Linked DNA regions of Pan troglodytes: region 2 is linked to region 1. Evidence: chromatin contacts called from public HiChIP or PLAC-seq data. All regions are on one chromosome and are shown on one strand. Each heading gives the region's core, a stretch centred on a gene start, on an enhancer-like site or on the middle of the called end of the contact. The rest is flanking DNA. Distances are from core to core; before and after follow the strand shown.

Region 1 (5,890 bases), core at 2,144-4,643:
GCTGGGCACAGAGGGTGACGAGCCTGGGGAGGGTCTGATGAGAGGATCCCGGAACCCACCAGGGTGGGGTTTTGGGGAGGCTGGAGAACTGAGGGGGGACAGCCAGGAAGACTCAAAGAAAAGGCTCTCCAATCGAAAGGCCAGCCTAGAAATCCCCAGACAATGGACAATGCGCGGGCTGGGGGTTGTAGAGGAGGTGAAGCTGGGTGGGCAGAGGGAAACAAAAGAGAGAAGCCCTCAAGTGTGGGCCCGGCGGCGGCGATTACCTGAGAGAGCTGCCGGGGATTGGGGCAGCCGAAGAGAGCGGAGCTGGAGCTGAAGCTGATGGCTCCTCGGCGGCTGAGGACGTGCTGGGGGACCGGCCTGTCCAGGGGCAGTACCGGCAGCTGGTAACATACTTCCATTGAATACGCCCGCCCTGCCTCCGCGCGGCGCCCGCCCTGCCGCGGCCGCCGGCCCCTGCACTGGGAGGGGGCCGCGGCTCGGGGGCTCCGGGCCGAGACGGGGGCAGGGCGGGCGGGGACCGACCCCGGGCCGGGAAGCCGCGCTCACGCCCCCCCAACCCCAGCCCTCCGCTCGGGCCGCCGGCGGGAAGGCTCTGCGGCGGCCGCGGCGCCAATTACCAGGACCGGCGCGCGCCTCGCTCCAGGCGAGGGGGGACGGGGTGCAAGCGGGGCCAGCACAGGCAAAGTCGGAAAGGGAACCCCGCCGCCCTGGGGCTCCTCGGCCGAGAGGAGCAGGTACCCGGACTGCAGAGTTCGAGCGCAGCACGAACGGAGCAAAGCAGTGCAAGAAAAGACAGCTGGAGCCAGCGGCCAGACCCAGGGCGCGCGGGACTCAGGAGCAGCGACCAGCTCGGGCCGCCGCCGCCGCCGCCGCCGCCGCCGCCGGAGTCCTGCTCCTCCCCTCCCCCGGAGCCTGACTTCACTCCGCCGCCGGCGCGAGCCCGGCGTAATTCACACTTTGCAGCCGCGGACCTTGCGCCAACCACGGCTGCCGCCACCGTGACGTCACGACGCCGCGCCGCAGGCCCAGCGCCCCGCGCCGCCGCAGCGCCCAGGGAGACTGGCAAGCGGCCGAGGGCGACAGTAGCCTTCCTTGTGTTCTGCACCCTGAAGCTCTGTTGGAGTCGCCTCCCGACAAACGTTTTCCCCCATCTATCTCATCCGCAGTTCCCTTCACGCCCCGCCGTAACTCCCTTCCCTAGCTCCTCGCCAGTCGAGGCGCGTGCGCACGAGGCCCCACCGTTTCGGGGCATCCCCCCGAGCGCTAAATTCGTGCGTTCCAGCGCGCCTAGGCTATGGGGTCTGCTCGTCCCGCGCTAGAGGCGCCGTTCCGGCCTGCTGACCCCAGAAACCCAAAGCACCCTGCGCACTCGCCGTCCTCAGCCCTGACCGCGGGGTCACTGCTGGCTTTTCCCTCCTTGAATTCCCATTCATGGGTTTCGCTAGAGACCGCTGCGGCAGTGACGTCAGCGGGCCGCGCGAGCACCGTCCTCCTGGCTACGTCACTGCCAGTCCCTCGGTGGGGCCAGGCTCCAGCGTTCCCCTGGCAGATGCGGCCCCGGGGCCATCCCGAGCCCGAGGGGCGGAGAGGGGAGCCGAGAATTCGGAAGTGAGAAGGGGACCCGGAGACAAAGGGAAAAAACCAAGACTGAGAAAGAAGTGAGAGTATGGGTGAAAAGAATGAGAAAGGATGATACTGAGAAGACAAAGGGAAAAAGTAGACTGCATGCCCCTCTACCAAAAGTGTTGTTTGTTGACTTAAGATTTTTCGAAAGCGAGAAAAGATAAAGAGCTGTTGACCTGTTTTGTAAGCTAGATATGTAATTTGAGTGTTCATTTTGTCACATTTCTCACTAAACGGTCAAAGCTTTCAGCATCAACTGATTGTTTCTAATGCATTCCAGCCTTTGGGATTTCAGCCTGAACAACCTCTCCCCTGCTGGCAAAATTATTGCTTTGGTTCAGTTCTTAGGGCATCCACCTTTCTACTGATTTGAGATGACTAGCCACTGACAAGGTGGAAGGCCTTTGAAAGCACTGCATAACTTCCACTGATGATGAGATCACATACCAAATGCACGTAATCCGGTAAATGAGCAAAAGTAGACCTTTTATCATCTTCCCATGGCATGTTTCTTTTCTCTTGCTAAAACTTTATACCTCCTACGTGGATATTTTTCTACCTGTCTGCTTTCTACTATTAAAAGAACTATAACCTCCAACGTGGTCTTGTGGATTTTGTCTTCATTAGATGATGTAAGCTCCCCTTTAGTACAGCTGATCCAACTCATCTTTGAAATCCAAATTACTCCCACAACTTCTAGTAGATGTATTGAGCATCTACTATATGCTTGGGATTATACTGAGCAAGTTTTCCTGCGTTATCACGTTTACTTCTCACAAAAACCTCATGAGGTAATTATTAGTACCTGAGTTGAGAATAGGCTCATGGAAACACGCTTGCCCTAGACCTTACACAGATAAGTGGCAAGAACTAACCTCAAATAATGTTTGAATTCTGTGTAAATCTAACCATCCAGGAGGTGATATTGGTGTGATGTTACTGTGTGCCAAATAAAATAACTATATTACATTTAATAACATCTAAGAGACTCAGGTTGATTAAATCATTTAATGACACTCAGAGCACTAAGTAGATAACTAAAAAATGTAACCCCCTTCAACATAGTTGGTTACTATTGTGCACCTGTGAACCAAAAACCATGACAGGCATTCTACTTACAATGTTTAACTTTACCCAACGCAATAGCCACGTAAGTCAGGTAATTTTATCCTGATTCTACAGATGAGGAATCAGATTACAAGACCATAAGTCATTTGTCCCAGTGAACTCTGGTCTATGATTTCAGAGCCATGCGTTTTCCACCATACCACACAGTATCTCAAGACCAGAGTTTTTCAGCTCTTTACAGTGTTCTTTACAGCACATTAATCAGGTTGTTCAGAGAAACACAACCCATAGGATGTACATATAGAGAGAGGGAGAGAGAGTTATTTTAAGGAATTGGCTTATGTTTTGTGAAGGCTGGCAAGTCTGAAATCTGTAGGGCAGGCCAGCAGGCTGGAAATTCAAGTAAGAGTTGAAATTGCAGTCTTGAGTCTGAAATCTGCACAGCAGAACCACAGGCTGAAAACTCAGACAGGGTTTCTACATTGGAGTCTTGATGCAGACCTGAGTCATCCTCAGGAAACCTAAGTCTTTGCTCTTAATGCTTTCAACTCTTTGGATGAGGTCCACCCACTCCATGGAGAGTAATCTGCTTAGAACCAATGGATTACAAATGGTAGTCACACCCACAAATATCTTCATAGTAACATCTAGACTAGTATTTGACCAAATGACTGAACATCACAGTTTAGCCAAGTTGATACATAAAATTAACTATCACAGGGAGCAAAAGTTAAATAAAGAAATGCCATTACTTTCTGTAACAAAAAGAAAAGTACCTAAGAAAAAAGTATCAAAAACTGCAAAATTCTTATAAAGGAGGCTTTTACATGGTTGAAATATAATAGCCGACTTGAATATTTAGAAAGTATTCGCATGAAACACAAATATCTTCACATTATGTGCCCATTTAATCTTTCCAACATGTTTTCCTTCCCCAGACCTCCTTGTCACCAGTTTTCTAATCATATTCCTTCCGAGGTCCAAACCATCTATCCAAGCAGTCAGATACTGCTCATGAATCAGTATAGACCTCCACATGTAGCTATTCCCCTTTCCAGACAAAATGAACAACCAGGTATGCAGCTCCAAGTTCTGCTGACTGGGAGTATTTCTCTTCACCGCCTCTAGAACCACCACAGAGAGGGGCCATCGTGTTGTAGCTGTCCACTGTCTGCACCATAAAATGCAGCACTATCTGTAAATCAGTTGCAAATATTTTTCTCAACAGGTTATAGGGGACCACATGCCTTGGATGCCTTCTGGCTCCAAGGTTTCTGCTGAGAAATTAAATAATAATCTCATTGAGAATCCCATGTATATAAAGAATTACTTTTCTCTCATTGCTCTCAAAATTCTTTTTTTTTCAGCAGTGTGATAATGTCTTGGTCTGGGTCTTTTTGGGTTTGTCATACTTGAATTTGGCTGATCTAAGATATCTAAACATGATTTCTGTAAATTCAGGGAGTGTTCTGCCATTGTTTCTTCTAATAATCTCTCTGCTTCTTTCCCTTTTCTCTTTCTGTAAATACCATAATGCATGCATTAGTCTGCTTGATGGTGTCACATATGTTCCTTAAACTCTGTTCACTTTTCTTTACTCCTTTTTATTTCTGTTTCTCAGAATTTGTAATTTCACATGTCCCATAGTCAAGTTCACTTATTCTTTCTTCTGCCTATTCAAGTCTGCTGGAGAACCCCTCTAATAGATTTTTCAACTTGGTTATTGTATTTTTCAGCTTCAGAATTTGGTTCCAGTTTATAATTTCTATCTCTTTGCCAATGATTAATTTTGTTTACATATTGTTTTCCTGATTCCACTTAGTTCTCTGTCCATATTTTCCCTTAGCTCTTTCAGCATATTAAGGACAGCTATTTTAAAGTATTTGTCTAGTACGTCTAATGTCTGTGTTTTTTCAGGGAAGGTAACTGCTACTTTATTTTCTTTTTGAGAGGGACATGTTTTTCTGGGTTTTTGAAATATGTCTTGTGGGAGTTTTGTTGTTATTGCTGAAAATTGGGCAGTTGAGAAAACAGATACCTCCCCCAGTCTTTGCACACTGGCCCTGTGCCAGGGAAGTTTTTCACTAATTAGGTGGCCCATGGTTCTAAGCCTTAGGATCAGCTTCAGCTTAAGGAGAAAGCTTAAGACCTTACAAGTTCTTGTATGAGCATGCATCTTGCTCGGGCCATTGTGTGGCTTTTTAAATTTCTCTGTATACACAGCTGCTTTTTAATGTCTTATTTTCCAAATGAGTTTCTCCTTGAGGCCTTTGGTGGTCTATTATATATCTCTACCCATAATGTCTTACCCCAGGTGTCTACGGGCCAGTCTCCCTGCAACTTTCCCAAGCAGCAGCCACTGCTTCTCCCTGCTTGAGATCTGAGTTAGGCAAAGCGGAGACCAGTCCTTTAGGCATTCCCTAGTAGGTTAGAGCATTACAAATAAAAGTCTGCTCTGCTCCTACTGATTTATAGTTTTGTTTGGTACTGTTTTTATCTGGCTTTGGTGTCGGGTCAATATTTGCCTCATAAAATGAGCTGGAAAGGTTTCATTACAGTTCTATTTTTCTGAAAGTGTTGGTGTACAAAAGTGGGATTACTTCTTCCACAGATATCTGATAGGGTTCACTAGTAAAACTATCTGCGACCTCCACTTTTTATTGTAGGAAGATTTTAAATGACTAATTCAATTTATTTACCTGATGAATCTTATAAACTAAGCTCTATATAACCCCAAAAGTAGTCTCCAAGGTTATAGGCCACAATGTCAGAAGTGGTGGGATTGCGGTTTTTCCTTTTCTTTTAAAATGTTATCCTAATCAATTATGTTTGCCAAATTTTCTAAGATAAACCTATATTATTTTATAACAAAACTTATTCATATCCTAGGCAACATGGTGAAACCCTGTCTCTACAAAGAAAATACAAAGATTAGCCAGGTGTGGTGGCATGTGCCTGGAGTTCCAGCTACTTGGGAGGCTGAGGTGGGAGCATAACTTGAGTCCCGAAAGTCGAGGTTGCAGTGAGCTGTGATTGTGCCACTGCACTCCAGCTTGGGCAACAGAGCAAGCCCCTGTCTCAAAAAAAAAAAAAAACCCAGTTATTTATTAAATATATAAACTGTGAGTAAAAATAAAATGTCTATAATGTGATGATAAACACACAATACAATAAAAGAGTAATTGAAGAAAAA
Region 2 (5,996 bases), core at 1,389-3,888, 180 kb after region 1:
GGATGTATGCTCAAAGGATGCGGCATAACCCACACCTCCACAGAATGTACAGTATTGAGTATGCTCAGCCAAGACAAAACACAAGGAAAGATGTCATTTTTATTTGCCCTGAGATGATAGCTGGAGGAAGACTGCATTGAGCAAAGAGGTTTGATCCCTGCATATCCTGCCAGAGGAATACCCTGTTCTAAGCAAGGTGACCTTTCAAGCAAGTTTTGAGAATTACTGATTTAGTATGCAAGGTATGCATAAATATATCTAACTGTGATTTGGGGTCAGACACACACTGCATATCTTTTTTCCATTGAACCTTTTATAGATCAGAGGTAAAAAAAGAGATTTTTTAATGCAGAAAGGTGAAGTTTGTGATGGCAAAAAAAAGGGATTACTTGTGATTTTATTAAATCAGTCATATGTTTTCTTCAAGGTATTGGGACCAAATTCATGCATTAATAACATTACTTTGTTTTCATTGTATTTGTTTTTATTGTCATCTGACATTTAAGGCAATTAATACTGTATTTCTACTTATGTTAATAATAAAAAATACCTTTAAATAATTTTATTCCAGTAAAATGTATGAATTAATTTAAAGGAAAATGTTAAGTAAATATTAGTGCAGATGGCAATATTCTGAAGATGCCACATGAATAATCAAAGTGTGGGAAACCCTGACATTATTTTCTTGAGTTCAGCATAATCCATTTTACCACTTTTCCAATGCTGAGCTTCATATATGTTTTCTGTTATAAACAGTGCTTCAAAAAACCTCTTGTAGCTAAATATTTTTCATATCCATAATGGTTCTCTTAGGAGAATTCACAGATGTGGAATTGTTGGAAGAAAGGGCAATAATTATATTATTTTAAAGTTTAAAATTAGTGTCCATTAACCATTTCCCTAAGATTTTATGAAGACATTTAGGAAGTTAGTAAAGCAGTATTTATGACCTATGGGAATACTTTCTTCCTTGTTACTCAAAGGGTTGCTTAAGGCAGTGGCCTTCAAGTGTGTTCTGGGACCAAATGACAATTTCTCCCCAACCAGCGAAGCCCTGTGGTGGGGAAAAGGCTTGGTGGAAGATCTGGTTTGTAGTTAATGTTAAGTAACCTTTCCACTTAATTAGCTTTGTGATCTCGTGCAAGACACAACTTCTCTAAGCTATAATTTTCTCATCCAGAAAATTATACTGAAAATAATACTTTGTTTATCTCACCAAGTTGTGAAGATTAAATAGAGTGATATGTGTGAAAATAGCTTGTAAATGAAGCATGATGTAAAATGTTATTGGTATTATGAAAGCCCAATATATGTTCTCCTCTTGAGAGATTCTTAAAGCACAATTCTCTGACTTCACAGATACGTCGTCTGATGCAATACAGATACTTTTTAGTATCATATGGGGTTAGCGTCTAGAAAAAGTGAAGGGTATGAAATAATGAAGAATGAAATTCCAGTGAGACTCTATTTCTTTACAGATTGCTCCTCCCTGTCCCTTACTCAACACTAGAACCTGGTATAGCGCTGTAATCAATACTGTGTGTGTGTGTGTGTGTGTGTGTGTGTGTGTGTGTGTGTGTGTGTGTGTGTTTTAGACAAGGTTTCATTCTGCCGTCCAGGCTGGAGTGCAGTGGTGCAATCTCGACTCATTGCAGCTTTGATATCTCGGGTTTAAGCGATCATCCCCTGTCAGCCTCCTGAGTAGTTAGAACTATAGGCACGCACAACTACGCCCAGCTAATTTTTGTATTTTTTGTAGAGATGGGGTCTCACTATATAGCTCGGGCTGGTCTCAAACTCTTGGGCTCAAGTGATCCTCCCACCTCAGCCTCCCAAAGTGCTGGAATTACAGGCATGAGCCATCTCGCCCTGCCAACACTAACTCTGGACTTTCATTTGAGCTTTGCTGCTTATCATCAAATCTCAATGAAAACATTAGTTGCTCAGAAGTCACCTTACTTGTTAATCTGGAAATGGTCTGGTGGCTCAGGATTTCTGAGTCTGGGCTGGGACCAGAGCCAGCTACTCCTGGCACCTGTGTTGCTGGGGAAACATGATCTTCACCGAGACTCTGTTCTCTTCCCATAATGTACATTATCCAAATGGTCTCTTGTTGTGGGTGGATTCGGGTAAAAATTGTCTGATGAGCTACCAGAAAACTGTGATGTGGACAAACTCCAGAGAGTAGAACAAGATCTGAGTGCAGCATGGTCAGAATGGCAGGGGCTGACACTGAGGGCACCTGGGCTCTAGAATCAGATCTGCCACTTCACCACGTGGGGCCTCAGTTTCCTCATCTGTAAAAAAAAGAAAGGAGTTAGATGAGAATCTGGTCACTAGCCGGTCTTCTAGGTCTCTCCCCACAGTTAAGATCCCATAATTCTGTAGGTCAGTTTATGACCTGCAAAGGGATTCTTCCCTGAGGGCCCTCACAAGGTTTCGAATGGCAGAGCAAATGGAAATGGGGGAATGTCCTTCCCAACCTCCCACCGTGGGCAGGAGAGGAAGTGTTGTCCAAGAGGGCCTCAGCTGGACCATCTGGAGGAGCGAGGATTCCACTCTGTGACATCACAATATCCAGCCCAGGTTTGACCTTGACAACCGGGAAGGAGAAATAACAGGAGGCGCAGTTACTGATATAGCCAAGGTGGGACACTACTGGAGGGAGCTAGAAGGGATCAGCCAGCCATGCCTCCAGTTCAGGTACTTGGCATTGCTAAGCTCAGAACAGGACTTGCCAGTGTCTAAATGAAAAAGAGGAGAGATCTCAAGGTGAGTGTGTCTCCAAGCTTAAGAAGAACAGTATAAGCACAGACGGCGTGTGCCCCAGCTGCGTTAGGGTAATGTAAGGTTCCACACGAGCAGAAGCAGAGCTGGGCGCATCTTGCCAACAGCCAGGCTGCTTGCCATGAAGCCGGACGGTGAGGACATTTCCGAGTCTGTAGTCCACTTGTGCTGCTGGTGATATATTTCTATTTAGAGGTTTTTTTCTTTCAATAGCCCCTCCCCGGATGACAGGGTAGAGTAAACAAAAATAAGTTAACTAAGGAAGTATTTTAATAGAAGCCAGTACAAAAACAAACAAAAGTAATAAAAGGTGCAAAGTTGTATTATGGGTTAGCAAGCAAGACTGACTCTAAGGTCAAGTTTTGAAAGTTCAAATCTTGAAAGGCAAAAGGATACCCCTATAAAGAGTAAAAGAGAAGGGCCTTTTGGTTGAGAAGTAAGTAAAACAGCTCTGCTGGAACATATACCGGACCCCCCACCCCGCCCCCAGCAACTTCTGCCAGTGAAATCATTGCTGGGGATGCGGACAGTTCTGTTTTCTTTACCTTGCCTTGGGGTTTTGGCTTCTACAACACTTGTTTCTTCCTGGAGTCTTGGGGCCCTGAGAGGCTCTGAGTGACGGCAAAGAACTGTTCTGTTTACCAGTGGGGCGGAGCACGGGGCCAGCGCCAGGCCCTGACTCATCCCCATGTGGACTCCCTTGGGTCTTAGCACACTGCAACCCCGGAGTTGGAGCACAGGACAGCTCAGGCAGGCACGCTGAGCTCTGCCTGCAAGGTCAGAGTTGATGGCGATGCTCCCTCAGTGGGAGTAAGAGTCCATGTTCTGACAGGTAGGTCAGTTACCCACAGGGGACCCCAACAGCCATCGACAAGAAGAGGAGGAGATGGATTCTCTATCCACAGGACACAACTCTAACTCTCCTTGGCCTCCAACACATCACGAATAAATATATCACAGCAGTAAGGTCAATACTCTCACACTCTATGAAAGTAGTAATAGTCCCCAAAGCATGTAAAACTGAGAGATCCAGATAAAAGCAAAATATACTTGCACATAAACTTTATAGCACACATTCAACTTCTGTACAGAAGTCACTGTGATTTTCACAATTAGGTTATGATCTAATCATAACCACTTAAGACCTTGAACATTAAAATCTCATTGGCCCAGTTTTTAGGCTTCCTTCATTGATAGCCATTGAAAACTAAGTTTAAGCTGAACCTCAGATAATACCCACAAAACACAGAATGTCCTAACTCATCTCCATTTGCATTTATTGACTGTAACATTCCCTGACCCTTGTGTTAGTCACATGCTGCTGCAGCCTGTCACATACTGCAGAATTTTAGAGTCGGAGGGGAACTAGAAGATCATCCATTCCACAGCTTCGTTTCCAGGAGAAACCACACAGAGAAGTGTCTCAGCTAAGGGTATCAGGCTAGTTAGTGCTGGGGACTAAAGTTTAAGCCCCCTCACTCTTAGCCTGGTGGCCTCTCCAATACACTCTGCCCCACAATGAATGAATGTATTGGTTCATATTTGAACTAACTCTTTGATTTTCTAAGTTAGAATATTCTAAAAGGAGGAAATCTCATTTATCACCTTGGTGTGGTTATTGGTAAAAGCAGATATTCTCCTAGCCTCTGCACCTCCATACAAAATAAGCTTTGGTCAATGACAAGAAAAAGCACCGAAGAACCCATTCAAAACACTGAGATAACAGTGAAAATAAATCCAGGGAAATTGACTAGCTACTGTAAATTGAGGGCTGATTAGAAGTAATCCTTTTTTTCTTAAAAAAAGTATACAATTTACCAGATTTTTACTTTATAATAAATATACGGTCTTCCTGTGGCCTTGTCTTTTCCTGTTTAGGTAGATAATACTTTGTTTATGAATGTGTGTGTGTACACCCTTGAATGTACAGATGAGTAAACACTTTATCTGGCAGGTGTGGGGCTGGCTATTACATCCATCCGTGGTATCCGACCTACACTTACTTACCTAATATATCTTCTATATGAGCCTTCTGTGACTTATCCCATGAATTAATATTCTATTTGGAATTAACATGATAGTGTAGGAGGAGCCTCCTTAGACTTGTCCAGGGTTTGACATACATGAAGCTATATATGTCTTGCATCCGTAATTAATCTGCAAGTTTGAGCCCAGGCAGTCCCTGGGTGCAGGTAGTCAGCGTTTTTCCAATTAAATTCATTGCAAATGTACTAATATCAGCCCAAAGATCCAAATTCTGAAAGAAAATGAAATGAAATGAAGAATTTTTAAATATAAATAGAGACCTAACTTTTATAGTCATCAGCGCCATCATTAACCTTAGAGATGTCTGGTAAGTATTTTCTAGGCCATTAGATTGTTTTTTAGCCAACTAAAATGTGTACTTCCTGTAAGGATTTTCCATATGTTTCTGGTATTACATGCAGGTTGCCTTTAATAAAAGATAATTATGAAGCAATTACCAACAAGAAGGAGCATAAGAAAGAGCATTCCATCATGGCATAGGCTTTAAACAGTTGTTGTAATAACTTTCAGCTTCCTTATTAATTTTAAAAGTTGTGTAATATATTGAGTAATTTTACACACACTACAGTGTATAACTGCAGAAGAAAGCTAATTGTGAAAAACAGAGGGATAAAAGAAGTTTTAGTTTCAGGATTCTTCATTGCGGTTTTGAAGTTTCAAATCTCTCCAGTAAAATGAAACACAGGTATGCCAAGCAAACTTTTGAAATGTTTTCTCTTGAATTACCGGAGAAGATGCAGCCTTGACAAGTTTTATTTAAGAGGCTTGGAAGGAAAAAAAGCAAAAGGAAGCTACCTCTCTGAAGATCCTGAGACAGCAGAGTCTCCTCTTGCTGCCGTCCCCTGAGGCACCTTGGCAGGCGGCCACACTGGATCTCCGACACGCGCAGGACACTGCCTGTCATCCCAGCCCAGCCCCCATGCCCACTCTCCCAAGAATTGTGCAACAGGGCCTTTGTAACCTGAGGCCTGTGAAGTCTGTGGAGGAATGTGACCCAGAGCCAAGGGGCGTTGGTGCCACCAGGGCTGAGAAGGAGCTCTCCTGCTGTTTACCCTGCTATCCCATGGGAACCTCAGAAGGGGGAAGGTTATGCTCTAAAATGCATGGGGAGTCAAGTCCTTGGCACAGCTGTGAAGCAAGCACTCTAGTTAGTGTCTTTTCCC

The links. HiChIP or PLAC-seq counts read pairs in DNA pulled down with a chosen protein or histone mark.
Region 2: an H3K4me3 HiChIP or PLAC-seq map of stem cell-derived excitatory neurons shows a contact between it and region 1, with 2.1 times the contacts expected there. The contact joins the promoter of DNAJC5B here to the promoter of PDE7A in region 1. A contact is called at or near these places in 3 of 7 Hi-C or Micro-C datasets (blood, a lymphoblastoid cell line and stem cell-derived neural progenitor cells) and 1 of 1 datasets of contacts at active chromatin or transcription factors (stem cell-derived excitatory neurons).

What each region holds. Positions count from the first base shown.
Region 1 is chr7:74,484,450-74,490,339 of NHGRI_mPanTro3-v2.0_pri, forward strand. It overlaps PDE7A (phosphodiesterase 7A), which reads right to left and starts at 3,394. Exons shown (of 14, transcript XM_063816332.1): 1 at 1,376-3,394; 2 at 267-363. The coding sequence starts at 1,842.
Region 2 is chr7:74,664,067-74,670,062 of NHGRI_mPanTro3-v2.0_pri, forward strand. It overlaps DNAJC5B (DnaJ heat shock protein family (Hsp40) member C5 beta), which reads left to right and starts at 2,639. Exons shown (of 6, transcript NM_001246535.1): 1 at 2,639-2,772. LOC104007631 (a long non-coding RNA gene) reads right to left here and starts at 3,403. Exons shown (of 5, transcript XR_001720219.3): 1 at 3,333-3,403; 2 at 1,960-2,297.